7 separate regions of the Mus musculus genome follow, and all the other regions are linked to region 6. Evidence: chromatin contacts called from public HiChIP or PLAC-seq and promoter capture Hi-C data. All regions are on one chromosome and are shown on one strand. The core of a region is the stretch at or near the end of the contact, and the rest is flanking DNA. Distances in the headings are between cores, read along the strand shown. Region 1 has its middle 29 kb from the start of Gm41040. Region 2 has its middle 33 kb from the start of Gm29927. Region 3 has its middle 20 kb from the start of Gm41046. Region 4 has its middle 54 kb from the start of Gm41042. Region 5 has its middle 28 kb from the start of Gm29870. Region 6 holds the start of Pik3r1 (phosphoinositide-3-kinase regulatory subunit 1). Region 7 has its middle 53 kb from the start of Gm29870.

Region 1 (3,873 bases), core at 1,312-3,811, 880 kb after region 6:
CTACACACCACAGCATCAATATTAAACATACTGACACCTCCAGACCTCACTCAGACTTCAATCTAAATTACCTAACATTAATGAAACCACGGGCTTTTCCACCTATGCCCTCAAATAACAACTCAGAGGCCTCTTTATGTACTATGCATAGGGCTTAAGCTTGGGCTGTTCCCAGTCCAACTTATAACTTAATTAACCAGTGTAAACTATTGTATAGCTGCCATTCCTTCCAGTCCAGGTTGAATCTCCTGCTTCTAACTATCTCCCAGACTTTCCCCTCTCTCTGTCAAATGTCCCACCTTCTAATCCTGCTTCAGCTCATTGGCCATCAGCTCTTTATTGACAGGTGATGCCTCCACACAGTGCACGAGAGATTATCCCTAAAGAGTAACAATACAGCTACTCCAGTGACCAGCAGCCATGGTTCCTTCGAGGAAGGTAAAGTCCAAGTTAGGACAACAGAACTCCTCCAGCAGTTGCCTCCCAAGCTACCAGATAAAAGTCCCCACAAACAAAGCCAAGACCACTCCTTGCCTACAAAGTCTCGGGGTTCATGGCCTAGAGCTTGCTAGCCCACATGATGGTAATCCACCAAAGGGTCCTTTGGCTGGCCCCATTTGCTCCAACACTCTACCCATGTCCACCCAATACACCGTGTCCACTGATATGACGATCATCTCACAGGCTCTCACATAGTTGTCCTCAGGACGTAGGCTGACATCTAGACCCTCTAGCATAGCCCTTGCCTTCTGAGGCTGGGATTACAAGAAGACCCGAGTCTTGAAAAGAAAGATTCCTGGATTTAACTTCCCTCAACCCACAACGACTGGCAGTTCCCACCCACTGACGCCCACATGCCTGTTCTCGCTCACCCATAGGGTTGCCAAGGCCTGAAGAAGGCGGCACTGGCAGAAATCATAATTATGGATTTCATAGCATACTTCAGCTTCTTGAGAACACGTTCTCCCTTATCATATGCAAATCTATTGTTTGACTTTGAAACATCCCACTAACTCTCAAACACGCTGTTGGAAAGTCATCAGCCACAAAAAAAAAAAAAAAAAAAAAGTAAGAAAATCTCCCGTCTGAATTATACACGTGGCCTTGGGATTCAGGAAAGGATATCTTGGGGTTTTAGTAAGACTGGAAGATTCAAAACATATCATGAAGAGGGACAGTGAGGTCATCAAACACAGTTCAGTCAGCAAGGACCAGACTGTGACAAGACAAGCTTGGCAGAGAAGCTTGGAGCAGCAAAAAAAGGAGAGATGCAAAGATGGTCCCAACCATCCTGAGCTCTCTCTTCCACGAGAGGAAATTCGTAGACCTTCATCACTGTTGATCTAGACAAAAAGACAGAGTCGAGCTGACTGTGTGAATACTGTAACAGATGTGTGCTTCTGGACACTGTAGGGAAGGCAGGTGTTGTTTGGAGGGATGGCTTTCTCCTTGAAAGATAAAGAAACCAAAGGACTAAGCAATCATCTAAGACATTTTTATAACTTGTTACTACGAATCAAATATTTACAGACAAACTATTGCCATGGTATTCTTGGATCAGGTATATGCTGACCAAGCAAGGGCAGTGGAGAGGGAAGAGGAGAGGAGAGCCAAGCCACCCAGGTTATCTGTCTGGCTGCTTGCACTGGTCCAGTGTGTCTAAGAATCCCACAAACCTATCCATCCCCTCTGCTGTGTTCACCTGACCTTTCTTCTATTTCTTTTTCCCTTTCTCCATTACCCCAAGGAAATAATCTAACCACTCCAGCTTCCTTTGCATGCAAAATGTAACTGTTCCTTTTACTTCTTTCAGATAAAGGCAGGCTCTGGGAGGGAGAAGGAAAAAAAAAAAAAAAGAGCTCCCGGCTTCTTCAAATTAGCTCTGAAATAAAAGTCACTGCCAGATGTTATATAAAAGGTGACGTAATCCTAAACTACTTCATTACATATGCAGCTCGGCTCTCCAGCCCAGGGGGAGTTTATTACATTTTGTCGATTCCATTTTCTATACCCACATCATTTTTACATAATTTTTCCTGCCTGACAGGCAGCTTCACATTTTCACAGCAACCCATCAAGATAGCGTTACAAGAGCGCAGGGAACCAGGTTAGCAGTTTACAAATAACGGCGCTAACGAGTCAGATTTGTCCCCGAGATACAAATCAGGGGTAAATGGTCCATCCATGCGTGAGAGAAGCACATCTATTTTAGAATAATAGAGAGGAAACAGAGCACTTTTCAGCCGGCACTGTATTCTTTCAGAGCGTGTACTAAATCTATCGCAAAAGTAGGGAAATAGAGATGTGCCCATCTAAAGTTCTTCTTGCCTTTCCCTTCGATGTCCTAATAAATTCCTGGCTCGAAACGAAATAGATAGCCATAGAACATGCACTAAGATCAAAGTTACTGCCTTTTCATATTCGCACAAAATTTAGAAGAGGACACGCCATTTGTGCCAGTGAAATATCTAACTACTGAGATGCTTCAAGTGCAAACATTGCGAGACACTTCCTCCCACTCTCCAAGTGCTAAGAAGCATCCTTCGCCCCCTCCTTCCTCGGCTCTCGCGGCTGCACTGCCCTCTAATGGCGAATTGTGGCAGTGCAGGCTGAGCCCTCGCTCCTTGAGAACTAAGGATTGGAGAGGCATTTGCAGGAAGTTCTTAGTTCTGGTGAATTTACTAATTCCTCGAGGAATAAGAAGGTTCCTGGGACTCCCACTCCCAAGAGGTGGTGCTTACCTGAGCCAGCGAGGTAACTTAAGGGGTAAATACACTTGCCACCAAGGCTAGTGACGTGAGTTCCATCCCTTGGACTCACATAGTAAAAGGAGAAAATCAACTCCTACAAGTTGTCCTCTGACCCCCACATTTGGGCTGTGATGCATGCCCTTTACAGACTCACGATCGATAAATAAGATGTAATATGTTTTTCTAAAAGATTGATCTTTCCAAAGTTTCATCTCTCTAGGTTTCAGTTTTGAAGAAAAATTTGGTAAAATGAACCTTATTGTTTTTCCAGTTTGTGCAAACAAAATAATGGACACTTTTATCCTTTTATAAGAGTAGGATGTGAATGTGGCATAAGGGGAGATAGGAAAGTTGTAGGAACCGACTGTACTCAACCCTTCCTCAGGCCTAGGGAACAGAGAAATTAACAATCACCCCCCCCCCAAATAAAATGTGTCTAAGCTCAAACTTTGTCTCCAAAATCAACATATTCCTATTCCTATAAATGATTTCATATATCAATAATTCTTTTCTTTTTTTCTTTATTTTAGCTTTGTGTAACAATGTTTTTTTATTTTATATGTATGGATATTTTGCTTGCATGCATGTCTGTAGTGGCTATTCCTGGTTGTCAACTTGACTATATTTGGAATGAACTACAATCCAGAATTGGAAGGCTCACCAGTGACCCTTATCTGAAGGCTGGGAGATAGAAGTTTCTGGTCTGGATCTTGGTATGGAGATCTTGAGGCATAGTGGCTATGGATTCCAGAAGATTAAGACAGGGAGATCTCCGAGTTCAAGGTCTTCTGGGATTAAAGATGTGGTGGCACACACCTTTAATCTGAGCTACACCTTCTACTGGAGACCATATAAGGACATTGAAAGAAGGGAGTCTCACTCTCATTCTTTCGCCTGCTTGTCGTGTGGGACTGAGTAACTGCTAGATCCTTGCACTTCCATTCACAGCTACTACTGAACCATTGTTGGGAATCGGACTGCAGACTGTAAGTCATCAGTAAATTCCTTTACTATATAGAGACTCTCCATAAGCTCTGTGACTCTAGAGAACCCTGACTAGACAATGTCTGTGCACCATTTGTGTGCCTGGTGATAGCAGAGACCAGAAAAGGGTGTGGTATCT
Region 2 (3,516 bases), core at 106-2,605, 860 kb before region 6:
CCCAGTTGTCTCTGGACCAGCTTGGGCTTGAAGGATGTCTAGGTTTGGAGGAAATAGGAACAGGGTCATTTGTGTTAGAGAGATAAAGATGTGCAAAGGACCAGATGAACAAGGAATGTGGAATAATCAGGAAATGTAAAGTTAACTCTTGCTGGGAGGTGGGAGGGCTGGCCAGGTTTTCCAGGACACAGTGGTGGTCTGCCTGAGCATCTTGTTTTTGAACACTTACCAGAGCAGCCCAAGTCAAAGTGAGGAAAGTGATAAGAACCAGATCACAAGGATTTTGTCTGTCATACCAAGGAGCTGATGTTTGTCCTCAAAGTCAGAGGATCGTGTGGTGTGTTTTTTTTTAGAATAGTGTGACATGTTCATATTTAAATTCAGAAAGACACACCAGAAAACCAATTTAGTGGGATAAGGTTGAGAGCAGAGTGGCCAACTGGGAATTGGGTTCTCAGCTGCATTGATTCTAGGTAGGCACACTGAGGGTAATGGGTTGAAGTGAGGACAGCCCCATGAAGAGATGCTAAGGATATCGTAACAGTAGTATCCAGTGGCCATAGAGGATGAGCTGGTGGTGAAGGGGGAGATACGCCATAGGTTACTGGTTTGGGCAACTATGGGATGTGAGACACTCATCAATCTAGAAGGTCAGCAGGCTTGGGGGAGTCTGAGGACATTTGCCTAGACTTGTTTTATTTCCTGACATGGTATACATCGTGTTTTGTGCTGTGTTTTATAACTCATTCTCTTTATATTTGCCATGCTCTCTCTCCAGATGGATTCTGATTCTTCCAAGGATCAGGATCACAGCGACCAATGTGCTTAAGCCCCAGCATCTTTAAGTCATTATCACACCTTGAGGGGGTCACATCACTAAACACAGGGACACGAGGCCCCCAGCTAAGCACCATGAACAGCTGTGCACTGGATCATTTGTACTGATGGGGATGGCAGGACCTTTGCACTGGGACATGACTTCACCCTGAAACTTTTCCCCTGAGGGGAGCTAAGCCCCCAGGCCGAGGTGGCCTTTCTGGGAAGCAGACCCACATCTCATGTTGGACAGCAAGAGGCTGAGGGGCAATGGGGTGATAACCCAGGCTTTGGGGGTCTTTCTCTCTCTCTTTCTGCTCCGCAGAACCCCATAAATCCTTCAAAGAGAGTAATTAATTTTCCCCAGCTAAAGAGTGTCTTTTGCATTCTTGAAACAAATGAAGGCGAAATGTACAGAGACTTCTGGGAAAAGCCAGTGTGGCGTGAGCACAACCGCTGGGTGTTCCTATGCAGTGGAGTGGCCTTTCTTCCCCTCCCCTGAATGGTGTTCTTTGCTCTCAAGTTAACTCATGCACTGGATTCAGTCCAAGTACATTTTGTTTCTTGACTGGAAGCCAGACTTCTCACAGTTAGGGAGCATTCTCTTCTCTACTCCAGTCTTTCCCCAGACTCACTCTCATCTTATGATCATTTCAGCTTTCCTATGGGGTTGATATGATAGTGAGGAGAACCTACTGGCTTAGGTAGATCTTCCACTTAGACCGAGACCCCAGTGTCTCCAGCCAGTCCTCCACTCCGAGTCAGTCTGCTTGGACAGGCTGCTCTGCAGGCAGCAGAGGCAGAGCACTTCTGAACTCTGCCCTCTGCAAATGCTTTCCAGATGTGTGAACCCCTGCCTCCCAATTCACTCTGACTGTAGCCCTGCCAACATACATCTGCAGATTCCGAGTGCACAGGAACTTGAAAGAGGAGCCTCGACAACATCTGCCGCCTTTCCCTAGCTCTGCCTCTTGGCCTTCTGAGACATTGCCCCATATTTCATCTCCTCCCTTACAGCAACCCATTCAAGAATGACCCTCCAGATCTTCTCTGTTCACAGAGGCTGGTGTGTCGGTCTCTCCCCTAGCCCGTCTTTGGTTGGCTCTTGGGACAATTGACTGATATATCACCAGAAACATCAAGGAAAAGTTTGAACTCCCCAGGGGAGGAAGAGCTGATCTTCCTCTCCTGGGCTGGTGACAGTCCTCAAACTGTGAAGGGAGGGTTACCCATGAAGAGGCTAACACAGAGCCCTATAAATAAATAAATAAATAAATAAATAAACTCCCAAGTCTTCGGTAGAAAGATGGGAGAGACATCCCTTCTTCAAAGGCAAACAAGTTTGGCTTCTAGAAAACTGAAAGTCCTTGTGTGCAGAATGAGTGTTCCCCACCCTCACCCCCTACCAAACACACCCCTCATGGCATGGTAGCCACTGAACTGAGAGATCAGATGAAGACCTTTTCAGAATTCCAAGGAGTGAGGAAAGAGCCAGGCATCCTTTCTGTGAAACAGCAGATGTTTCCTGGGGCCTTCACTCTCCCTAGGGAGTCATCTGATGGCTAAAAAAATAGATGCTCAACCTTAACTTTGCCTTTGATCATTACAGACCCTAAACTGTCCTCCTACATTGGGGGCGGGGCATAAACCCTAGGAGAAGAAAGGCTGGTAACATGTGAAAAGGGACAGAGAGCAAATGGGCCTTCAGGCTTACAGTTTGAGAAGGAAATAGGTCTAAGGGAGACCGTTCCACCTATGTGGGACTAGATCTCAGCCAGAGAGGCCTATCTGAGTTTATAAAGCCAGCTGTCTTAAACATGGCATTAGCCCAATGACAGGGACAATGTGGCCTGAAAGATCACTTTTTGTTTTGCCCTCTGGATCTGTGGGGCACTTTAAATAGGTAACAATTATTCTCTGCCTAAGTAGTCCTGGGCACTTTGTTCCCCAGAGTATTAATTCATAGACCTATTATTTAAAACAAACAAACAAACTACAAACAAAGCCAAAAAGCAAAAAACAACACCAGTTTTATCTTTAAAGCTTTGGAATAGCAAGGTGATGGGCTGAAGTTAGGTTTGGAGTTTCCTTCTTCCCCAACGTCTTCCCAGAGAGCTAACTCAAGGCTCCATGGCAGTTCTACCACCATGGCAGCGATTTTCTAGAGAACAGAAGAGGCTACGTCCTCCAAAGATGTAGAAGGAAGAATGAGCACAGGGTGAGGCAATCTTTTCTGCTGCAGGATAATTTAACCACTGGTTGCTTGGTGAGCTCAGTTATCCTCACAACCTCTTAAAGAGAAGAATCCAAATTGCGTGGGTGATGACTGAAAATAATCCTGGGCTGGTGAAGTTGGATCTGACCTGGGAGGAAATACAAGTGAACCATGAGGGGCTGGAGAGATGGCTCAGTGGTTCAGACCTCTTGCTGCTCTTGCTGAGGACCTGGGTTCAATTCCCGGCACCTGCATGGTGGGTCAATACCATCTTTAACTGTAGTTTTAGGTGATTTTATGCTCTCTTCCTGCCTTGCTGGACACCAGACACAAATGTAGTGAATGACATACATGTAGGAAAACACCTCCCCACAAGATAATAACAATAAAAACACTCGAGCCATATTTTCCTCCTGAAGTTGTCATGCGTTGGGCTTCCCTGAGTGTGGTCATTTTATGAGAGTGTCTCTGTCTGTCTTAGGGTT
Region 3 (3,836 bases), core at 979-3,478, 880 kb before region 6:
TGAGTCATCTCTCCAAGCCCCTGGAGACATCTCTTACACTCTCCTCCATTCATTGCTCTCTATTCAATGGGAGAGAATTCGAGTTCTCCTTTTCATCAAAAGTGTTAATCTGATGTCTTCTGCATAAGCCAGCAAACAAAGGGAATTTATTATAATGTCAGAGGCATCCCTGATAGTAAAGGACTACTGCAGCCATACTACCCTAAGTGCTGGTGATTGGGGAATATGACATAGTAGGGTTTAGACTTCACATGCTGGGTGGGGTGTTTTTGTGTCCTTCTTTATGTTCTCCCAGCCTGCTGTTTGACTGTGGTCTTGGCTATGAATGCTCTATGCAGTTGTGATGCATGGGCTCCCTCCGGCCGGTGTATCATACAATCTTTGGTTGCTGATATGGAGTTTCAGGCTGTGGCAGATCTGACTTCTGCCTCGTGTTCACACTGGAAATGTGAGCAGATTAGAGCCACATAGGGCAATAATGGGAGTAAGTGTATCATTATGTCTGACCTACATCCTTCAGGAAGGTATACCAGAAGCCATTCCACAAAGAAGCTCACAGTAGCCCAGGAGGAAGGATCCTTGGTTGTCCATATCCAGTAACCAACCTAGTTGAAGACCCTATGATTGGCCCTATTTTAATTTGTCTGTTTCTCTACTTGTTTCCTCAAATCAATTCCAAAAATAAGGCATCTTCTCTCATCTGGGCTCTGCTTCTGGGAAGAACCCAGACTAAGCTAATTTAAATCAGCTTCACTCAGTTGCATTTTTCCTCTTAAATTCGGAGATGTTTGGAAACTATTTGCAAGTCTTATAAAGTACACACTAAATAAAGATGGCATGAAAAACAAGTAAACAGGAGTGTACCCCGCATGTTGTATATAAAGGCTCTATAAAGTAGGAATTGTTCTGTGAATTAGACTTTCCCCGTTCTTCGGTTGGGAGACAGACTCAGACAATTGCTTGGTTTTGTAAAAACACGTCTCCGTGATTCTACAGCTGTGCTTAGAGAGTAACTGAATAGTAATGTTTTGATCATTGCTCCACAGATGGTGAGGCCCCAGAAGACACATGTCTCTTCTGTAGAGGGGCAATGCAGGAAGTGTGGGTGTATCAGTGGGCTCTGAGTACTTTGGGATGCATCTGTGTGGGGACCTAAATGAGTGTTTCTAGTCTTTCTTTAAAATGTTTTTTTTTTTTTAAATTTATGTGTCTATGTGTGTGTGTCTGCACACACATGTACATGTGGAGGCCAGCAAGGGTGTCAGACCCCCCTGAGGCTGGAGTTATAGATGGTTGTAGGGTACTCTACTTCGATGGATGCTAGAAACCAAACTTGGGTTTTCTCAAAGAGCAGATAGTGCTTTAAACCAAGGAACTCTCTATCTCTGTATTCCCATATTTATTTATTTTTTACAAGGTGTCAATACCAATGTAATAACCTCAAATATCATAGTCCTTGGGTCACAAATAGGAAAAAAAGCTTTTGGAAACAAAAAGTATTGGGTAACCAGTTTGGCACTGGAGATGGAGATCACATTTTTTTTTTTTTTTTTTTTTTTTTTTTACATCCCGTGCCCCTGGAAAGGTATTCAGTCATTCACCTGCTGGTTTCTGATAGAGGCAGAGCCTGAGTTCAGGCCTTTGAGTCCCTTCTCAGGGTCTTTCCAGATACTACACTGCCTTACCAGAACGGCCTTTCTGCTGAACTGGAGTCAGTGAGCTTTTCTCATGTGAAGGCCCAGGCAGTGAGCAATCCGGGCTGGGCAGACATGGGAGCTCTGGTGCAGCTCCTCACCTCTGCCATGGAGGGGAGTTGGTGTACAGGGGACTAATGTGAACGAGCGGGGATATGCTTCTGAAAAGACGCGGTCATAAACACAGGAGAGGGCCTGGCTTTGGCCAGTGGGTCACCCTTTGTTGGTCCAAGTTTCATAGTAACATACAGCAAGTTCTGCTTGGTGATCATCAACGAGGCCTTTGAATCTTAGAGAATTAAAGTCCCCATCCAGCCTGATGCTGAGAGCTACTATGACATGGTGGTCCCCGCAGGACCGGGCTTCCTTCCAGGTCTGCCTATGCACAGACTCTGAGCCAGCATCCAGGAGAGTGGGCAGGCCCTCTCTAGTTTCCAGAAGGAATCGACAATTCTCTTCCTGTGCAGATAAAGGAACAATTATACCACTGGGGACTTACTGGAAAGTGAAGCGGGCTCACCAGGAAGCAGCAGGAATTTGCTTCTCAGTCATTTTCTCCACAGTCTGGCCCCGAGTCTGCCAGACTGAGAAAGGTCAGCTGGGATCACTGGCAGACTTGGAAAACTTCCAGAACCTTCACTTGTGGGATGACACATGGGGGTTTGTCAATTTCCGTGGCCCACTTGGGACTTCCTGTGGCCCATCCAGTTACCTCATCCTCTCCAGGTTCAAACACATAAGAGTTTTATCCTCAGCCGCTCTGTCAGGGCGACACTGTTGTGACACTGTCTACAAATGCGACTTTCGAGTCCTTGACCCCTATGCCTTCTTTGCGGATTTCTTGTTGACGTTTGAGAAAGTCAGAAGCCATTGTCTTTCACAGAGGTCAAATCTAGGAGCTGAGGCGAAACCCGATGTCTATGCCAACGGGGCTGGATGTTTATCCTTGAGCTTATGTGCACGCATGCATGCACAAAGTTATGTGTGAATCTCAGCTCGCCCTTTAAATTAGGTCACCTTTTCCAAGGCCTCCACTCAGGGAAGGTCCTTGAGCAGCCTTGGTGCTCTTAAGTAGCCCAGGGACCGGGTCCTTTCTTGTTAATGTCACCCCCAGGTATCCTCTCCTCTTTTGTTTCTACCATGCAAATTTACCTCCCGGCCTGTTTCAAATTTCTGAGAGTCAACGACTTACAAAGGTGGATGGAGCCTTCAGTGGATTTAGTTATCTAAATCTTAAAAACTCTATTCCATGATTACCTACCTCAAAGCTTGACAGTCCACACCTGTCATTGGACCGGAGTTTCTTCGAGTGTAATGAAGCCTTCAGAATTGAAGTGGTTTTGGGAGACATGGGGGGAAGAGTTCTATTATTTTTACAGAGTGGCACTCTTCTCCCTGGAGATAAGAAGGCTGGGTCTGGTGTGAGGCTGGAAAAAAAAAGCAAAACAAAAAACAAAAAAACAAAAAACAAAACAAAACAAAACAAAAAAAAGAGAAGGGAAGGAAAGAATATTTGATTATTTCTTCATAAACCACCAATTCCTTTAGCACCTGGCTGTGGCTCCTGCTGCCGTGTGGAGAATATCAATGGCTTTAATATTCCCATCGTTGTGCCTTGGAATCAGTTGCCTGTCCTGCTGAGCTCTCTGAATTTCAGACCAGCGCCAGCCCTGAAAACCACGGCAGATGTAAGGGAAGTTTAGCCAGAATGCTCTCAGTTAAAGCCCGCCTCAACATTTCTCCTGTGCCCATGGGGTTTTAGCACACCCCTCTCCGCAGTCCCTTGATTGAGGGGCATATCCCTAAGTGTGCAGGTACTACATTAGGACATTTTCATAAAAATTTTTAATGGTCTATTTTGTTTGAATTGGGTCATTATTCTCAGTAGCATCACTGGCAAAGAACAACTCTTGAATATTAACTAGAAGGAAAGAGAAAACAATAACAAAGGCGAAACAAAAATCTCCAACAAGCCGAGTCCGGGAAAGGAAGCTGAGGTTAGGCTGGGTGTATAAATTTCATATGGCTCATGACCACAAGGTGGCGCTATGAAAACACCTCATTTCCAAACCCCGAAAAAGATACAAATAAGGAAAACACAATGAAAGAGCCTTTCGTGCAGAAAATAGTCTGTGTCAAGAG
Region 4 (3,613 bases), core at 58-2,557, 820 kb after region 6:
AACGAGCCTGCCGCAAAACCCAAGGGCTGGAAAAGGGTTCCAGACTCCTACCTAGGACCTCCCACTTAACAGAGAGAAGGAAGGGATGATGCTGTGTCATGGGGAAAACAAACCTCGTGTGCCCTTGCTGTTAAAGTAGAAAGCAAGCCACATGCACCAATCTCTCTGATAGGTTAGCCAAGAAAATGCCACTAAAATCATCCAGTGGGATTGGTTTAAAGATTTCCAGTCAGCACAAACTATTAAAATGAAATGAAGTCGCAGCTTGCTCTCCAGTAAGCCTTATCTTTCAGTTGTCTCGGGGTTTCCCATGATTTTAGGATAAGGCTAATGTAATGTTTGCTTCAGGTGACTTAGTCATCATTAGAAAAGGAGAAGGAGACAAGCTCACTGGGTTATTGCTACCTTTGTGCCCCAAAGCGAGGCTTAACTCTATGAGTCCATCTACTAGAACTCAGTTTAATTTCTTCTCACAGCCAGTGGTCATGCGCACTGCAGGCAGAGGCCTGGAGAGGAGCTGGTATGCATGAGGCTTCCAAACCTCCAACGCTAAAGCCATCTACCTCCATTTCAGTGCACAAGAGGGCTAACCAGTACCCCGGAGCTCTTGACTCTAGCTGCATATGCATCAAAAGATGGCCTAGTCGGCCATCACTGGAATGAGAGGCCCATTGGACACGCAAACTTTATATGCCCCAGTACAGGGGAACGCCAGGGCCATAAAAGGGGAGTGGGTGGGTAGGGGAGAGGGGGTGGGTGGCTATGGGGGACTTTTGGTATAGCATTGCAAATGTAAATGAGCGAAATACCTAATAAAAAATGGAAAAAAAAAAAAAAAAGAGGGCAATCAGCACTGGAAAGTGGAACTCTCCAGGCAGAGACTGTAGCCAGCTGAATCCCCCACCAGCACTCTCTCCTGCCCTGCCCCTGCCCTGCCCAGTACCCTTGGCAGCCCATGTCCCCATAAAGCCCCACACCCCAGATCTTTCCTCAGAGGCAGCTGTGACCTATTCCCTCAGGGCAAGGCACTGTATTTTCCGAGGTAACACCTAGCTAATCTCACATAATCTAGTCTGAAAGAGTCAGTGCATATTATCGGATTAATGGGCTATTACTCCTAGAAAATACAATTTGCATCCTAGAGACCCAAAGTCTTAACCAAAGGCACGCCAGGAAGGGAGTCAATTTTGCAAGGGGTGGAAAGCTCAAGAACAAATTTTAAAACTCGGAGCAGCTGTGCCTACTCCCACAGCTGGGAAAGTTTCGAGTTTCATGGTTTTAAAAGCTACCTAATCATGCCTCTATGCAATCTTTGTTCTGATGTTTTTCCTCCTCAGCAGTGTGGTGCACAGGGGCCAACTTCTCTTAACCTCAGAACAACAAAGGCTGATCATGGAGATGCTATATTTCATTTCAGGGAATTTTTTAATTTAATAAAGTATTACCACCTTACACTTATTTAAAGTACCTGTGCCTTGTATTTAATTATTTTTATTTCGGTCTATTTTTAGTAAACGTAACTACTTCAAAGATGTATAAAAATGTTTTTTTTGTTTTGTTTTTTTTTATTACATATTTTCCTCAATTATATTTTCAATGCTATCCCAAAAGTTCCCCCCACCCTCCCCCCCCCCACTCCCCTACCCACCTATTCCCATTTTTTGGCCCTGGCGTTCCCCTGTACTGGGGCATATAAAGTTTGCCTGTTTAATGGGCCTCTCTTTCCAGTGATGGCCGACTAGGCCATCTTTTGATACATATGCAGCTAGAGTCAAGAGCTCTGGGGTACTGGTTAGTTCATAATGTTGTTGCACCTACAGGGTTGCAGATCTCTTTAGCTCCTTGGATACTTTCTCTAGCTCCTCCATTGGGGGCCCTGTGATCCATCCAATAGTTGACTGTGAGTATCCACTTCTGTGTTTGCTAGGCCCCGGCCTAGTCTCACAAGAGACAGCTATATCACGGTCCTTGCAACAAACGCTTGCTAGTGTATGCAATGGTGTCATCGTTTGGAGGTTAATTATGGGATGGATCCCTGGATATGGTAGTCTCTAGATGGTCCATCCTTTTGTCTCAGCTCCAAACTTTGTCTCTGTAACTCCTTCCATGGGTGATTGTTTCCAATTCTAAGAAGGGGCAAAGTGCCCACACTTTGGTCTTCGTTCTTCTTCAGTTTCAAATGTTTTAAAGAATAGCTATTCATTACAATAGCTTTTTGTGTTTTGGGATTTGGGGATATGTTGTTTTGTTTTTTCAGTTTTGTTGTTGTTTTGGCTCTTGGTTATTTTTAGACAGGGTCTCATGTAGCCCAGGCTAGCTTCAGATCAATATGTTGCTAAGGGTGGCCTTGAATTTCTGGTCTTCCTCTTCTTGAGAGCTGGGATTATAGGCATGCAACCCTAACACCATGTTTATGTGGTGCGTGGAAACAAAAGCAGGGATTCCCATGTGTTAGATAAACACTCTAGCAAACAAGCCATATCCCCAGCAGCTCATTATAGATATTCTATGTGTCAGCGTGGTATACTACATATATACGCACTCACAAACCTATGAGCTAGAAGACCCCTGTTTTTCAGATAAGAAAATGGAGGTGCCGGGAAGAGAAGGTTACTCTGCCAGGATCACATAGTTGGAAGCATTAGAAGAATGGGAGCCGAGCTCCACCTCCTGAGCCTTGCCTCTCTCTGTCAGAATAACTACTTTCTCCAGCCAACTGGGAAAGGAGAATCCATAATTCGGCTTTCTTGGGCTTTTCAACCTTACAATAACCAAACCTATATTTTTAAAAAGTCCCCCATACCAGAAACATCATTAGCCCCAGGAAACTTGTTAAACACTGTGGATCCCACCCCAACCGTAAAGTATAAGGAGCTCTGGGGTGGGCTCTGCCCTGGAGCTCAGCAAGCCCTCCAGATCACCCTGGTGAAAGGCAAGCTTCACTGAAGTCAGTCATGAGTGTGGGTTCTTAAAGTTTGGGGATGGGTCAGCTGCAACCCACTTCTTTTTGTTTGTTTGTTTGTTTTTTGTTTTTTGTTTTGTTTTGTTTTGTTTCTTTCAAGACAGGGTTTCTCTGTATAGCCCTGGCTGTCCTGGAACTCACTTTGTGGACCAGGCTGGCTTCAAACTCAGAAATCTGCCTGCCTCTGCCTCCCGAGTGCTGGGATTAAAGGTGTGTGCTACCACCCCACTGCTGCAACCCGCTTCTTAACATCAGTTTCATGCGTCTTTTCTTTTCAGTTAGAAACTTGCATGTCACTTTATTGTAACCCTAGAGAGATTTGAACTAACAAGTGTTATCGGTGAATGCTTGGCAGGTATGTAACCCTAGGAATAGAAATGAGGTCATCTATACAGGAAAAAAAAAAAAAATCCTCAAACACAAATCTTGGAAGGTTGCCTGTGGAGTTTGAAAGTGATGTGATGAGCTTTAAAAGAACAGAAAAGGTTATCTAACTTGGTTTCCCCTAATCAGTTCCATTAGCCTATGCCCTGCCTGTGTAAGATTATGCACGGAGCTGTTAAAAGTTCCCAGAGGGTTCAGCTGCCGAGCATCTGAACTGGACGTCACCTTTTCTCTTCCTCCTCTGCTCCTTCTTTCTTAACCGGAAAT
Region 5 (3,637 bases), core at 704-3,203, 740 kb before region 6:
CTTAACAAGTTTTCCTATAGGATAGAGTGTTTCAGTCTTGAAGCTGCCGTACAACTGCAACTTGTCTGTGTTTTGATGCCCATTGGTTAAAACTTATTCTGGATGTTTCTCTGAGAGTATGGTAAGGTTTACATCTTAAAGAGTGGTCACTGAGTAAAGCAGAACTTCCTATAATGTGAGTGGATATCTTCCAGTATAATGAAAGCTTAAGTGATAAAAGGGTGCTTGCCCCTCCCTGATCAACTGTGGATTGTCTAGCAGATGGTCTTCCTACTTCATTTGTTGCATCGGCTCTGCCTGGATCCACAGCAGAATGCAGAATGTACTCAACTGTGCCTCTTTTCAGAGTATTTAAGTCTCCAGTCTGCCGGTATACTTACACTCTTAGACTTTGTTTTAAGTCTTTACAATCATCTAATTGATTTAGTTTCTCTGGAGAATTCTGACAAATACAATAACCTATGAGACTTACCATTTTGCAACTTGATGGTTACTGGGTTGCTCCTCTCTTGTAGCAGGAACAAAATGCAGCTTGCCTTTCTCTATGATTTCCAGAGTGTTTCCCAAGGAGTCTCCACCCACAGGACTCTGTACTTGTCCAAAGGATGGACTACATCTAAATCAACTGGAAGGCTTGCTAAAACCTTTTATTTCCTAAATCCACTTCAGATACCCAAATCTCTGGTTTGGTGATCCTACATCACACACACACACACACACACACACACACACACACACACACACACACACATCATTTTCTAGGTTTGGTGGTCATAAAAATTGAGAACTTCTAGTTTCCATGGTACTTGTCTTGTTGCTGTGACAAAGTACCTGAGAAAAGCAATTTAAAGAAGCAACTCAAGGGTATTGTCCTTTGTGTCAGAGATGTAATGGTGTCAAGATCTTGAAGTGGCTGGTCATGTTGTAGTTGTGTCTGCAGTCAGAAAAGAGAAAGCAATGAACTATCATACTTAGCTCCCATTCTCCTTTCTATTTGGTCCAGGACGCCAACCTACAGAATGCACCATCTATAGTTATGGTGTGTCTTTCCACATAACCTCACAGAGATGCTCAGAGGCTGGATTCATAGATGATTCTGGATCCTGACAAGTTGATAATCAATATTATCCCTTTTGGTATGTTTTTCTGATTTTGTATGGACAGTGAAATTATGGGCAAGATACCATTGTAATTAAGACCAAAATAGTAGGTGAGAGATAATCCAACAGGGGGGATAATAGACATTTAGACAATAAATTCTATATGATTTAGATATTTCTGTCTGGGCCTGGAGAGATGGCTCAGTAGTTAAGAGCACTGACTGCTCTTCCAGAGGTCATCAGTTCGATTCCAAGCAACCACATGGTGGCTCAAAAACCATCTGTAATGAGATCTGATGCCCTCTTCTGGTCTGTCTGAAAAGAGTGACAATATATTCACATACCTAAAATAAATAAATCTAAAAGAGAAAGTTTTAGGTATTTCCATCCACACATGGGACATAGAAGGGTTATACATTTCTTTTAAAAAAGGGGCTGCAATTACTGTTACTGGTTGGGATTATGTGACAGATTCAAACGGTATATTACAGAAATTGACTAAGGTATGTTTTATTATTTAAAAGAAAATGGTGGGAAAATGATAAGAATGTATAAATATTCAAATGAGAATGGCAGTGAAGCCCCCAAAGAAGAAACAGGTAGTTGTGTGGGATGTAGAACAACAGTGCCCAGGACCTAGTTTAGGAATGAATCCATGAGAGTTGATGAGGCACTGAAGTATCCAACTGCTGACTGCAGCCAACTCTTCCTTCCCTACAGGAAGGTGGGGGAGAAGAGGTGAGAGAGAACCCTGCCTCCATTGTGTGGTTGCCAAGTGTGTAATGTACAACATATGGGCTATGTTTTCATCACCATTATACTAAAGAGATTTTGACCCACCTGGTAAGAGAAATGAGTAGGTTTGCAAAAGCAATTAGCACATGGAATCAATTATGAGGAAGGTCGTATCAACATCTGGCTTACTGAAAACCCACATTTCCTATAACTTCAGGATATATGAACAGCAATACACACAATAGATTGAGGCCAATCACATATAAAGAATGACTTATGTCTACCCAGGCCCACCCTGTGTTTATGAGCATGGTATTGATTTCCTGTTTGCTTTTTTTCAGAATTGACATAGAAAATGTTCTTTAACCCCTAAAAAAGTTCATGAAGCCTTGATGGACAGATAAGTGAATGTTGACAGAAAAACTCAATTCTTTACTTTCATTTTTTTTTCCTTCTCTGGTACATTGATGAATTTTTCAGAGACTTGCTGGTTATGTGCAAGGTGATGACAAGAAATAAAGTTCCCCTTTAAGAAGCACAGAGAGCCCGTTTCCTTTCTATACAGAAAATTTAGGAAATAAGTATGCCATGAAAAATCCTTAGCTATTAAAGCTGCACAAGACATTTTTTTTCAGTTAAATTGATTACACTGATATTTCTCACAAAAACATAATAAACCTCTTCCACTATTTTAGCAAGATCTGCTAATTTATAGACGCATGACTTCTAGGTTTATTTTGAAAACTGTTGGGAAAAGAATTGACTATGAAAAAAAATGAGAGAGAGAATCCAAGGATCCTGAAGTTACTTGATAAAACCAAACTGAACACACAACAAAGACAAGCAAAATCTAGTTATAAAGCTTGAAGGCTCCTTGGATCTTGTGTGGCCACCAGACAGGGTGAATACAGAAAGCAAACAATATGTCAGCAGAAATGGTGAATGCAGATGTTGGCATGATATGGCTTACTGCCCAAATCAGCTGGTCCCTTGTTTGTTGAAGGGCCCAAAAGCCAGGAATAACTTTTAAATTACTAAAGGTTTATAATAATAGAGAATAAGCAGGAGTGGATCCATGTGGCTGTCAAAGCTCTAAAGTATTTACCACTCTTCCCTTTCCAGAAAGCATTTGCTGCCCTCAATCAAATATAAATGAGGAGTTTAGAGTCTTTTCCAATGGCTGCCCATCTGCATGCCTGCTTGGAGCCTGTTCCCTGACCTGTCCCTTGGAGATGTGTAAGCTTACCAGCTGTGCACAGCCAACAGTTGGCTCCTTATCCACAATTTTATATTTGGTGGTCTCAGTACCTGGCAGTCAATCATGCTGTAAAGATATCATGTGAAAAATTGCAGATGTAAAAACTTCTTATGCTTTTAATGTTTGTATCATATATTATTATGATTTTTCTGCTTTGTCATTACCATTACTCTCTTACTATGCTGAATGTGTAACTTAGATTTTTTTTTATGGAAAGTTAGAAGGAGAATATGTATGACATTGGTATTCTGTGGAGAGTCAAGGAGCCTCAGAACATCTTAGAGCATTTTCCCTAGGGATAAAGGAAGGCTGCTGAAAAGGAAGATGATTTTGTTGGGGATTGGGATTTTTTTTTTTCAGAACTGCATCATTTGTTTCACTAATAACTCTATGAGGAATGTTTCTCATTACAGGTTTTGAAACTAGAGAACTAAAGCTTAGAGAACTTAAGCAATTGCACAAGGCCACAGATGTGGCAGAAACCAAAGCTGCAATTTAGAACTAAGGTTTGCTCAACTTCTGAGTCTACACGTCTACACTACCT
Region 6 (3,847 bases), core at 808-3,307:
CCGACTGAAGCAACTTACAGGAGAAAGCATTTAACTCACAGTTCAGAGTAGTCTATCATGGTGGGTAAGTTAAGGCCATAGGAACTTGAATAGCTGGCCACCTTATGCCCTCAATCAGATAAGAGCAACCAGTAATGCATGCATGCATAGCCCTCATTTTTTGTCTCCATTCGTACAGTACAGAATTTCCTGCCCTAGGTGTGATTCTACTCATAATTAAGATGGATCTCCCTACACAAATTAACATAATCTATATTCAGAGAGATTCTATAAAGACTAGGCTGGTTTGAACTCGAGACTATGGCTTCAGCTTCAAAGTGCTGGGATTACAGACTTGTCACCACATCCTGAATGGTAGGCAAATTCTTTATTTTATTTTTTATTAGATATTTTCTTTATATAAATTTCAAATGCTATCCTGAAAGTTCCCTATATCCTCCCCCCGCCCTGCTCCCCTACCCACCCACTCTGCTTCTTGGCCCTGGCATTCCCCTGTACTGGGGCATATAAAGTTTGCAATACCAAAGGGCCTCTCTTCCCAGTGATGGCCAACTAGGCCATCTTCTGTGTAGGCAAATTCTTTTTTTTTCTTTTCTTTTCCATTTTTTTATTAGGTATTTAGCTCATTTACATTTCCAATGCTATACCAAAAGTCCCCCGTAGCCACCCACCCCCACTCCCCTACCCACCCACTCCCCCTTTTTGGCCCTGGCGTTCCCCTGTACTGGGGCATATAAAGTTTGCGTGTCCAATGGGTAGGCAAATTCTTAAATGTGATGTGGGTAGCAGCCTGCTTTTGTCTTTATTAGATACCAAGAGTACCAGAAACATTAGTACCTGAATTGTGTACTGAGATCTCTTCTTTTAGAATGGGCGTCACCTTTAAACGTGACTGCATTTGTTTAACATAAACTGTGAATTTCATTTTTTCCCTCTGCTTCCAAAACTCACAGTAATACACTACCAAATTTAGAATTTGACAACAGACTAAGTTCTTGGTTAAGAAAAAGCATTTTGTTGCCAGAATAGCTGCAAAAGGGATCTTTAGGGCAAGAAGGGTGGGTGGCTACAGGTTCCTGAACTACAAAATAAGACATATTTTGGGAGCAAAATTTAAAAAGTCCATGAGTTCTTGAACGTTTTTATGAAGACAAAACACGGGGCTATCATCCTTTCTTATCTGGGAAGGCTGAGCCATTATCACTTTTTTCTTGAGCAGCTTCCATAGTGGTTTCTACTCCAAGGATCTACATTTTTACATCTAACAAACCATAGACTTCATTTGAGTTTCTCCAGCCTATCAGAAGCGTTAGAAGGCGGTGGACTGGCTGAATGACCTACATAGGCTCTGCCTTGCAAGGACTGCCAGAGATCACCCGGTATGCGCCCTCCTCACAGAACACTCCTTTTCCTCTAGATCCCGCCTTGGTTCCTGGAGGCAGCCGTGCCAGGCTTTTGCAGGCGGCGGGCACTCGTTGCTCCAGCTCACCCTTTCACCCCTCCTTCACCCCGGGAGTGCCACGCCGGGTGGCGCGGTTTTTCTGACCACTAGGGAAGCTGGGCAGGCAAGGCCAGGAATTACAGGGCCTCCCCGCTTTGGCGAGCCCTCGCATCTGCATCTTCCTGAACCCAGCCACTGTCCTGAAGCTCTAGTGGATTCGAAAGAGGCAGGGTCTCGCAGGCAGCCGGCTGGGCTCCAGAGAGGCCTGAACTTATTTCCCACCCCCCACCCCCATCCCCATTTGAACTCCCTGCTTCGGGCCTGGGCGACGCCCCGCAGGCGAGCCAGCCCCAAGCACGCAGAGTTAGAGCGCTCCGTAGCGGAGGGCGCGCGCCGTCCAGTCGCCCGGGGCATCCCCGAGCCGGGGGCGGGGGCGAGGGCAGCGAGGGGTGCGGGGTAGGGTCGGCAGCACAGAGCGTAGCTCCTAGACCTTGGTAGCCCTCCCGGAGACTGGCAGAGGCGGAGGGCGCGGCTCGGGCGCTGGGGGGCGGGGTCTCGGGCGTTGATTGGTGTGTATCTGGGGGCGGGGCGCAGGGGCGGGCCCGGGGTGGGGCTGGCGCCTGGCGCTGGAGCTGCGCCGCTCAGGGAGAGGAGTAGCTAGCAGCTGGAGCCGAGTTGGAGGAAGCAGCGGCAGCGGCAGCGGCAGCGGTAGCGGTGAGGACGGCTGTGCAGCCAAGGAACCGGGACAGCGAAGCGACGGCAGGTCGCAGCTGGATCGCAGGAGCCTGGGAGCTGGGAGCTTCAGAGGCCGCTGAAGCCCAGGCTGGGCAGAGGAAGGAAGCGAGCCGACCCGGAGGTAGGCGGCGGCGGGTCCCGGTGTGCCCGGGAGGGGGAAGCGGTGCGAACGCGCACGGCCGCTGCTCTTCCTGTCACCGGCAGCCACTTCTGCTGCCGAGCCACTCAAGGGGAAGCGAGCAGGCTGCCAGCTCCCAGTCGCCAGCATCTCTCGGCCACTTGGAAGCCTTCTCCGGCCAGTGACCAGCTTGCTTGGTCGCAGCCACCTCCTGCTCTCATTTCCTTCGTGCCACCCCGGGCGGGCTGTGCTCGTTACCCGGAGCGTTCGGTCCTGGAGTTGCCAGCGGTCACCGGCTCCCCTCCTCCTCCGTCACCTCACGCTTCCGAGGGTCCCCGATCGCCCTGCAGCTTTCCGAAGCCGGGAGCGCGCGAGGAGAGTGCCTGGATCGCTGCCTTTGCGTTAGCGCGGCGTACCCTCCAGGCCCGGAGCCCCAGCCGGGGTCTCCGGCCAGGCTGGGCCATGGTGGTCCCCGGAGCTCGCCCCCAGCCCCCGCCCTCCGAAGTTTGCCTCCCTCCTCTTCCGGGGTGGGGGAAGTGCTCCTCGGGGCGGTCGGTGGCTGGGGCTCTAGCTCGGCGTCTGGCGCCCGCCGGGCTTGGGCAGGTTGCTGGAGGCATAATGAGTGGGATCCTGGCACCGCCCGGAAATCCAGCTTTTCCTAACGCGGGGCGACCCTGGAAGGACCTGCCCAGCACTAAGCTGCCGGCCAGGGAGAACCGGCCCGCGTGCAAGCCAGAGCTAAAATATCTGGGGGAATTGTCTGCAAGCTACTTCCTTCCCAAAGGCAGAAACTGCCCGGCAGATCACGAGACAAAGAGAATAGAAACGCTCTGACCAGGCACGCATGTACAGAAATGCATTTTAGTAACCAGCTTTCGCGCACAATAACGCAAGGGTGTGAGCGGAGTGGCTGTGACATGTTGAATGCTGTGTGCCGGCACTGTATTCAGGGGAATTCTGCTCCTGGCGCTAGTAATACCGGAAAGGTCTCACTTCCACCGTTAATTCTTGAAGAAGCTGCAGGCTCTATTGCTGTACTGGTGTGAATTTATGCTTTATTTAGGGGTTTCATGATTTTAGGACTTAATTTTCCCCCTTTTCTTTTCCTGTCTTTTTCCTCTTTGTCAGACAGTGTGAAATAGGAAAGGATGAAGCAGTTCCGGGTTTTAAGTGTAGCATGAGATTGTCATTTCAGTGAGATCGAGTTTCAAGTTTTAGGTGGTAGGGTTACTCACAAAGCTGGTTGACCTAGGCTCCTTGTGCAAGCCTCTCTTAATATTTCATTAGCTTGTGTTCCATGTTGGGCATTTGAAAGATAGTAAATTATGAGCTAAGAAAGCTTGTAGTAGGCAGATGGGTTTATTTCTGCCTCAGAGCAGATTGATTGCTAAAGTAGATATCATTAGGACTTCAGGGCCTTCTGCACAGGTGAGCCGCCCATGCATCGTTTGTCACTGAGCAGGGAACCAGCACCCCAAGAGCCCCCCCCTTTTTTTTCATTTTTTTTTTGACAGTTGCACTCAAGCAGACCATTTTCTGAAGCACACAAGTTG
Region 7 (3,942 bases), core at 165-2,664, 770 kb before region 6:
ATCCACATATATTATATATATTATTCATCATTAAAAAGCAAAGGATCCTTCCATTTAATTACAATATAATTAACCTGAATGAATGAGTCCTAGGTGCCCTGAGGTTCCACTGCCAGCCAGACACTGAGAGAGGATATAAGCTTTTACTAATTCATAGAATCAGGAAATAAAATGTAAAACATAACAGACATAAGGAACGGAACTGGCTTTGCTGAATGGGGTAGAAGTTATGAAGATTTATATACCAGAGGATTCAGAGTAGAAGGCAGGCGAAATGAATTTTGTTCAGTGATCTCAGGTACCAAACAAAGGCAGTGGGGTATGGGACTTTGACTGGGTTTCTATTAGGTAGGAATATTTTTGCACTTTTGGATGATAAACTGCAGCTAATGCATAATGTAGTTTATCTCTGGTTGTGTTCGAAGATTTCATGGAAGCAGAGGTCTCATAATGCAGCATTGTATGTTACACAGGCTCCTGAACATTGAGTGTCCTGGGCAGGACTCTCCCCCATACTCCATCACTGATCCTCTTCCTTCCTGGCTTCTAGAGCCTGTGATACTGGTCTCACTGTGAGCTCCTTCGGAGTGTGTTATTCTAGCTCCTGTCCAGGTCTAGTGACCCAGGATCTGCATTTTACCAACGGACCTACTTCCATGCAGAGTATTGGAGATATCCCGGGCTCTTGTCTGAGTTCCACTCCTTCTGCCTCCCCCAGCTCTTGGTGCACACATGTCCACTGAGGAGAAGGAGGAGTCCTCTATGCACTCTGCATTCTCCCACAGCTTTTGGTCTGTCAGATGGTGGGGTAGCATCCTTCATCTCGTGAAAGCATGCACTGTTGGGTGGAATTTTTCCCCCTCCCTTTGGAGGCCAGCCCTTGAGGTGAAATCACTGACACCTGCATGTCATGATGGGTGGTGGAGGCAGGGGCGGCCCCTAAATCTTCTCAGTGCCTGGCTGTTCCTCAGAGAATCTCAGATTCATCCCCAGAGACCACCTCCGCATTACAACACGGAAGCCGCAGACCTCTGCTGCGCTTTTCTAGACCATTCTCCTGCTGGCGGCCCAGATTTTAAGAAGGTCCTCATTGATGAATGGAAGTATCTGTATTCACAAGGAACATGCCACAGGCAGCCGGGACTGTTTTCCCCTCGCAGCTTCCTGTCATTTGTGGTGTTCTCTTGGAAAACCGCAGGGCTCGGCAGTAACGAGCGGCTGTTTACAGAGCTCCAGCTGTAATTAAGTCAGATCGGATCTGCTCTTTAGTACGGTGAGGAAATACACCGCCATCCATCATGTCCAAACTGGGTGGGGGTGGGATAAAAGCATTCTTCAGCTTGTGCACTCTCAAGCTGGGAAACATGTGAAGGAAAAGATACTTTTGTGGATTAGAGCAGGGGAAGGCAAACTTCAAGGGACCACCGTATGGAAGGAGGAAGCAGAGACAAAAGCTGGTCTGAGAATCAACAGGGTCTCGCAGTGTTAGGGGCCCGGTAGAAGGGAGAGTTAGGGGCAGATTGACGGCTACCCATGTGAGGTGATACCTACAATGGACACTTTCACAGGTTTCTGGCTTTTCACTCATGCTCATTGAATTGATCGAATTCTGAAGAAGACGTTCATTTATTTTGTTATGGCTCTGTCTTCTCCATGAAAACAGCAAGCTAGGAGAGCTCTTGGTCATTTGTGCTGTTACATCTGAAGCCCTGACTGAAGAACGTGTTAGCTTCTTGTGGCCACCCAAACAAATCAGCATAAACTGTGTGGCTTCAATTAGCAGAGATTTCCCTGTTACTGTTCGGATGATCAGAGCACAGCTACGAGGCTCTCAGCAAGGCTGGCTTCCTTCGGTAGACATGGGCCCAGTCTACCCGATTTTTTTCTCTATGCATTGGCCATTCCTGAGAATAAGAGCTTCAATTCCTTAGCTTATGGCTGTGTCACTCCAAAAATTGTATCCACTAGAGACCCCTTCGTCTGACTTTCCCTTATATAATAATCAGTTATTGGAACCAGCCAACTTAAATATGGTATCATTTTAACTAATCACATCTGCAGAGATCGTAGTTCTAAATAAAGACACATTTTGAGGTCCTGGGGCGGGGCTTGAATTTTAGGGGTACACTGTTGAACCCACTATAGATGTTCAGTACTGTTGGATAAGTGTGTTGCGTGAGACTTCCTTTTTGCCTCCAGGTTTTTGTTTTGTTTTGTTTGTTTGTTTTTGTTTTTGAGACAGGGTTTCTCTGCATAGCCCTGGCTGTCCTGGAACTCACTTTGTAGACCAGGCTGGCCTGGAACTCAGAAATCCGCCTGCCTCTGCCTCTGCCTCCCAAGTGCTGGGATTAAAGGTATGCACTACCATACCTGGCTTGCCTCCAGGTTTAAAGACTGTAGAAAATAAAGACGACCCGCGACCCGCAGAATGAAGGAGCTGGGATTTGTTCTAAAGTAATCCAGGTGGAGCAAAATCTTGTTTGTTGAGCAAAAAAAAAAAAAAAAAAAAACAAAACCAAACCCAAAACCAGAAAAGATTTTATTACCCTCAGTAATATTCCAGTAGGATTATCTTAGGGTATAGACAATGTCTGTGGAATGTGGAAACTTTGGTTGATCTCTAAGCAGAGGCGAATGTTTGCAAGGCTCTTGGACATAGCCACCCATGAGGCACTGAGGGTTCTGACACTAGACCCAATATGGGGCTTCTCTGTAATCTGACTGCACATGGAAACACACAGGATAGCCTGAAAATGTAAGCGTTTTATGAAAGAAGTTGAATTGAGGGGGATTGCAGCCCTCTGGGGGGAGCAACAGTGTCAACCGTCTAGACCCACTCTTCTCCCCACCCTCGGAGCTCCCAGAGACTGGACCACTAACTAAAGAGTACACATGGAGAGACCCATGGCTCTAGCCACATACGTGGCAGAGGATGGCCTTGTTGGACATCAGTGAGAGGAGCTGCCCTTAGTCCTGTGGGGGTTCGATGCCCCAGTATAGGGGAATTCCAGGGCAGGAAGGTGGGAGTGGGTGGGTGGGTGGGTAGGGGAGCACCCTCATAGAGGTGGGGGTGGGAGTGGGGATGGGAGGGCGAGGGGATGGGGGTTTCCAGAGGGGAGACCTGGAAAGGGGATAACATTTGAAGTATAAATAAAGAAAATATCCAATAAAAGAAAAAAAAAGAGAAAATTTGTTAAGAAAAAGAACCCAAATCCTCTTCAAGTTGAAATCCTTCAGGTTGGACTTACACTACAGGTTGAGATTGTTTTAACTTTGAATTGGATGTGAGGTGAGGGCACTGTTAGATCCTCCGGGATCTCTAGTGGATTTTCTTTTTCCAAGCTTTTACTTCTTCCCAATATTTCTGACGCCTCAGAATAAAGGGAAAACGGATGGAGGGAGATAGTTTCTCTTCCTAAGCTGTCTTCAGTTTCTGTTTAGCTCTGGTTTTGATTTCTAATTCCATATATTATTGTGCACAAGATAAAGCCGAATCAGCTCTAGGGCAATGAGGCACTAAGAGACTTTGCCTGACGATGTGGACATAAGCCTTCTTGAAGCCAAAGCTGTATCTCTGAGTGATGTTGCCCAGGATCTCCAACCAATGAGGAATGACAAAGAGGAAGTTGTATTCTAATGGAGATGCTCAGGGACCTTGAGCTCCCTAAACTTCAGTTAGAGTAAAATAAGATCTCCTTTCTTTTATCAACTGTAACCTAGTGGCCTGGAAGTATAACATATTAGCTATTCTTCTCATTTGAGAAGCAGCCTGGTCTGTGGCCCCTTGGATGGCTATTAATGAGTAGCCTGTTGATTTTCTTTTTGCCTATTCCAATAGTTCTTAATGTTCCTAATGTTGTGACCCTTTAATACTATTTCTAATGTTGTGGTGACTCCAACCATAACATTATTTTCATTGCTACTTCATAGCTGTAATTTTGC

What was found. Promoter capture Hi-C pulls out the DNA fragments that hold promoters and counts their contacts. HiChIP or PLAC-seq counts read pairs in DNA pulled down with a chosen protein or histone mark.
Region 1: a contact with region 6 is called in an H3K4me3 HiChIP or PLAC-seq map of forebrain, with 3 times the contacts expected there. The contact joins the enhancer-like site here to the promoter of Pik3r1 in region 6. A contact is called at or near these places in 6 of 39 promoter capture datasets (the 3T3-L1 cell line, hippocampal neurons, liver and 1 more), 9 of 115 datasets of contacts at active chromatin or transcription factors (SST interneurons, acute myeloid leukemia, astrocytes and 4 more) and 1 of 9 other capture datasets (embryonic stem cells).
Region 2: an H3K4me3 HiChIP or PLAC-seq map of forebrain shows a contact between it and region 6, with 9 times the contacts expected there. The contact joins the enhancer-like site here to the promoter of Pik3r1 in region 6. A contact is called at or near these places in 11 of 39 promoter capture datasets (the 3T3-L1 cell line, 3T3-L1-derived adipocytes, the C10 cell line and 8 more), 1 of 15 datasets of contacts at CTCF or cohesin (the NIH/3T3 cell line), 4 of 484 Hi-C or Micro-C datasets (bone marrow-derived macrophages, cortical glia, liver and 1 more) and 19 of 115 datasets of contacts at active chromatin or transcription factors (the 230-238 cell line, the NIH/3T3 cell line, bone marrow-derived macrophages and 15 more).
Region 3: a contact with region 6 is called in a promoter capture Hi-C map of liver, with 20 times the contacts expected there. The contact joins the enhancer-like site here to the promoter of Pik3r1 in region 6. A contact is called at or near these places in 24 of 39 promoter capture datasets (the 3T3-L1 cell line, 3T3-L1-derived adipocytes, the C10 cell line and 14 more), 2 of 15 datasets of contacts at CTCF or cohesin (the NIH/3T3 cell line and pro-B cells), 26 of 484 Hi-C or Micro-C datasets (the C10 cell line, the HL-1 cell line, the Patski cell line and 18 more), 52 of 115 datasets of contacts at active chromatin or transcription factors (DN3 thymocytes, the NIH/3T3 cell line, the SCID.adh cell line and 33 more) and 1 of 9 other capture datasets (pancreatic islet).
Region 4: a contact with region 6 is called in an H3K4me3 HiChIP or PLAC-seq map of craniofacial prominence, with 7 times the contacts expected there. The contact joins the enhancer-like site here to the promoter of Pik3r1 in region 6. A contact is called at or near these places in 5 of 39 promoter capture datasets (the 3T3-L1 cell line, embryonic stem cells, hippocampal neurons and 2 more), 9 of 115 datasets of contacts at active chromatin or transcription factors (astrocytes, bone marrow-derived macrophages, craniofacial prominence and 5 more) and 1 of 9 other capture datasets (embryonic stem cells).
Region 5: a contact with region 6 is called in a promoter capture Hi-C map of second pharyngeal arch cranial neural crest, with 10 times the contacts expected there. The contact joins the enhancer-like site here to the promoter of Pik3r1 in region 6. A contact is called at or near these places in 16 of 39 promoter capture datasets (the 3T3-L1 cell line, 3T3-L1-derived adipocytes, the C10 cell line and 11 more), 2 of 15 datasets of contacts at CTCF or cohesin (large pre-B cells and pro-B cells), 1 of 484 Hi-C or Micro-C datasets (the AML12 cell line) and 17 of 115 datasets of contacts at active chromatin or transcription factors (acute myeloid leukemia, bone marrow-derived dendritic cells, bone marrow-derived macrophages and 13 more).
Region 7: an H3K4me3 HiChIP or PLAC-seq map of forebrain shows a contact between it and region 6, with 8 times the contacts expected there. The contact joins the enhancer-like site here to the promoter of Pik3r1 in region 6. A contact is called at or near these places in 10 of 39 promoter capture datasets (3T3-L1-derived adipocytes, the C10 cell line, the HPC-7 cell line and 6 more), 1 of 15 datasets of contacts at CTCF or cohesin (large pre-B cells), 2 of 484 Hi-C or Micro-C datasets (nephron progenitors and stem cell-derived neural progenitor cells) and 21 of 115 datasets of contacts at active chromatin or transcription factors (DN3 thymocytes, the NIH/3T3 cell line, VIP interneurons and 16 more).

The regions. Positions count from the first base shown.
Region 1 is chr13:100,891,054-100,894,926 of GRCm38.p6, reverse strand. No RefSeq gene overlaps it. Among named protein-coding and RNA genes, the nearest start is that of Gm41040, 29 kb to the right of the region's middle. Within about 2 kb of position 2,561, at least 55 of the 459 cell types and tissues checked have an H3K27ac peak or open chromatin away from gene starts, as enhancers often do. A contact at or near this core is called in SST interneurons, forebrain and hippocampal neurons, where this site is marked.
Region 2 is chr13:102,623,555-102,627,070 of GRCm38.p6, reverse strand. No RefSeq gene overlaps it. Among named protein-coding and RNA genes, the nearest start is that of Gm29927, 33 kb to the right of the region's middle. Within about 2 kb of position 1,355, at least 134 of the 459 cell types and tissues checked have an H3K27ac peak or open chromatin away from gene starts, as enhancers often do. A contact at or near this core is called in 3T3-L1-derived adipocytes, the NIH/3T3 cell line, cortical glia and 9 more, where this site is marked.
Region 3 is chr13:102,644,948-102,648,783 of GRCm38.p6, reverse strand. No RefSeq gene overlaps it. Among named protein-coding and RNA genes, the nearest start is that of Gm41046, 20 kb to the left of the region's middle. Within about 2 kb of position 2,228, at least 64 of the 459 cell types and tissues checked have an H3K27ac peak or open chromatin away from gene starts, as enhancers often do. A contact at or near this core is called in DN3 thymocytes, the HPC-7 cell line, VIP interneurons and 16 more, where this site is marked.
Region 4 is chr13:100,941,060-100,944,672 of GRCm38.p6, reverse strand. No RefSeq gene overlaps it. Among named protein-coding and RNA genes, the nearest start is that of Gm41042, 54 kb to the left of the region's middle. Within about 2 kb of position 1,307, at least 14 of the 459 cell types and tissues checked have an H3K27ac peak or open chromatin away from gene starts, as enhancers often do. A contact at or near this core is called in craniofacial prominence, where this site is marked.
Region 5 is chr13:102,509,372-102,513,008 of GRCm38.p6, reverse strand. No RefSeq gene overlaps it. Among named protein-coding and RNA genes, the nearest start is that of Gm29870, 28 kb to the right of the region's middle. Within about 2 kb of position 1,953, at least 2 of the 459 cell types and tissues checked have an H3K27ac peak or open chromatin away from gene starts, as enhancers often do. A contact at or near this core is called in embryonic limb bud and second pharyngeal arch cranial neural crest, where this site is marked.
Region 6 is chr13:101,766,427-101,770,273 of GRCm38.p6, reverse strand. It overlaps Pik3r1 (phosphoinositide-3-kinase regulatory subunit 1), which reads left to right and starts at 2,057. Exons shown (of 16, transcript NM_001077495.2): 1 at 2,057-2,297.
Region 7 is chr13:102,534,938-102,538,879 of GRCm38.p6, reverse strand. No RefSeq gene overlaps it. Among named protein-coding and RNA genes, the nearest start is that of Gm29870, 53 kb to the right of the region's middle. Within about 2 kb of position 1,414, at least 49 of the 459 cell types and tissues checked have an H3K27ac peak or open chromatin away from gene starts, as enhancers often do. A contact at or near this core is called in VIP interneurons, craniofacial prominence, embryonic limb bud and 3 more, where this site is marked.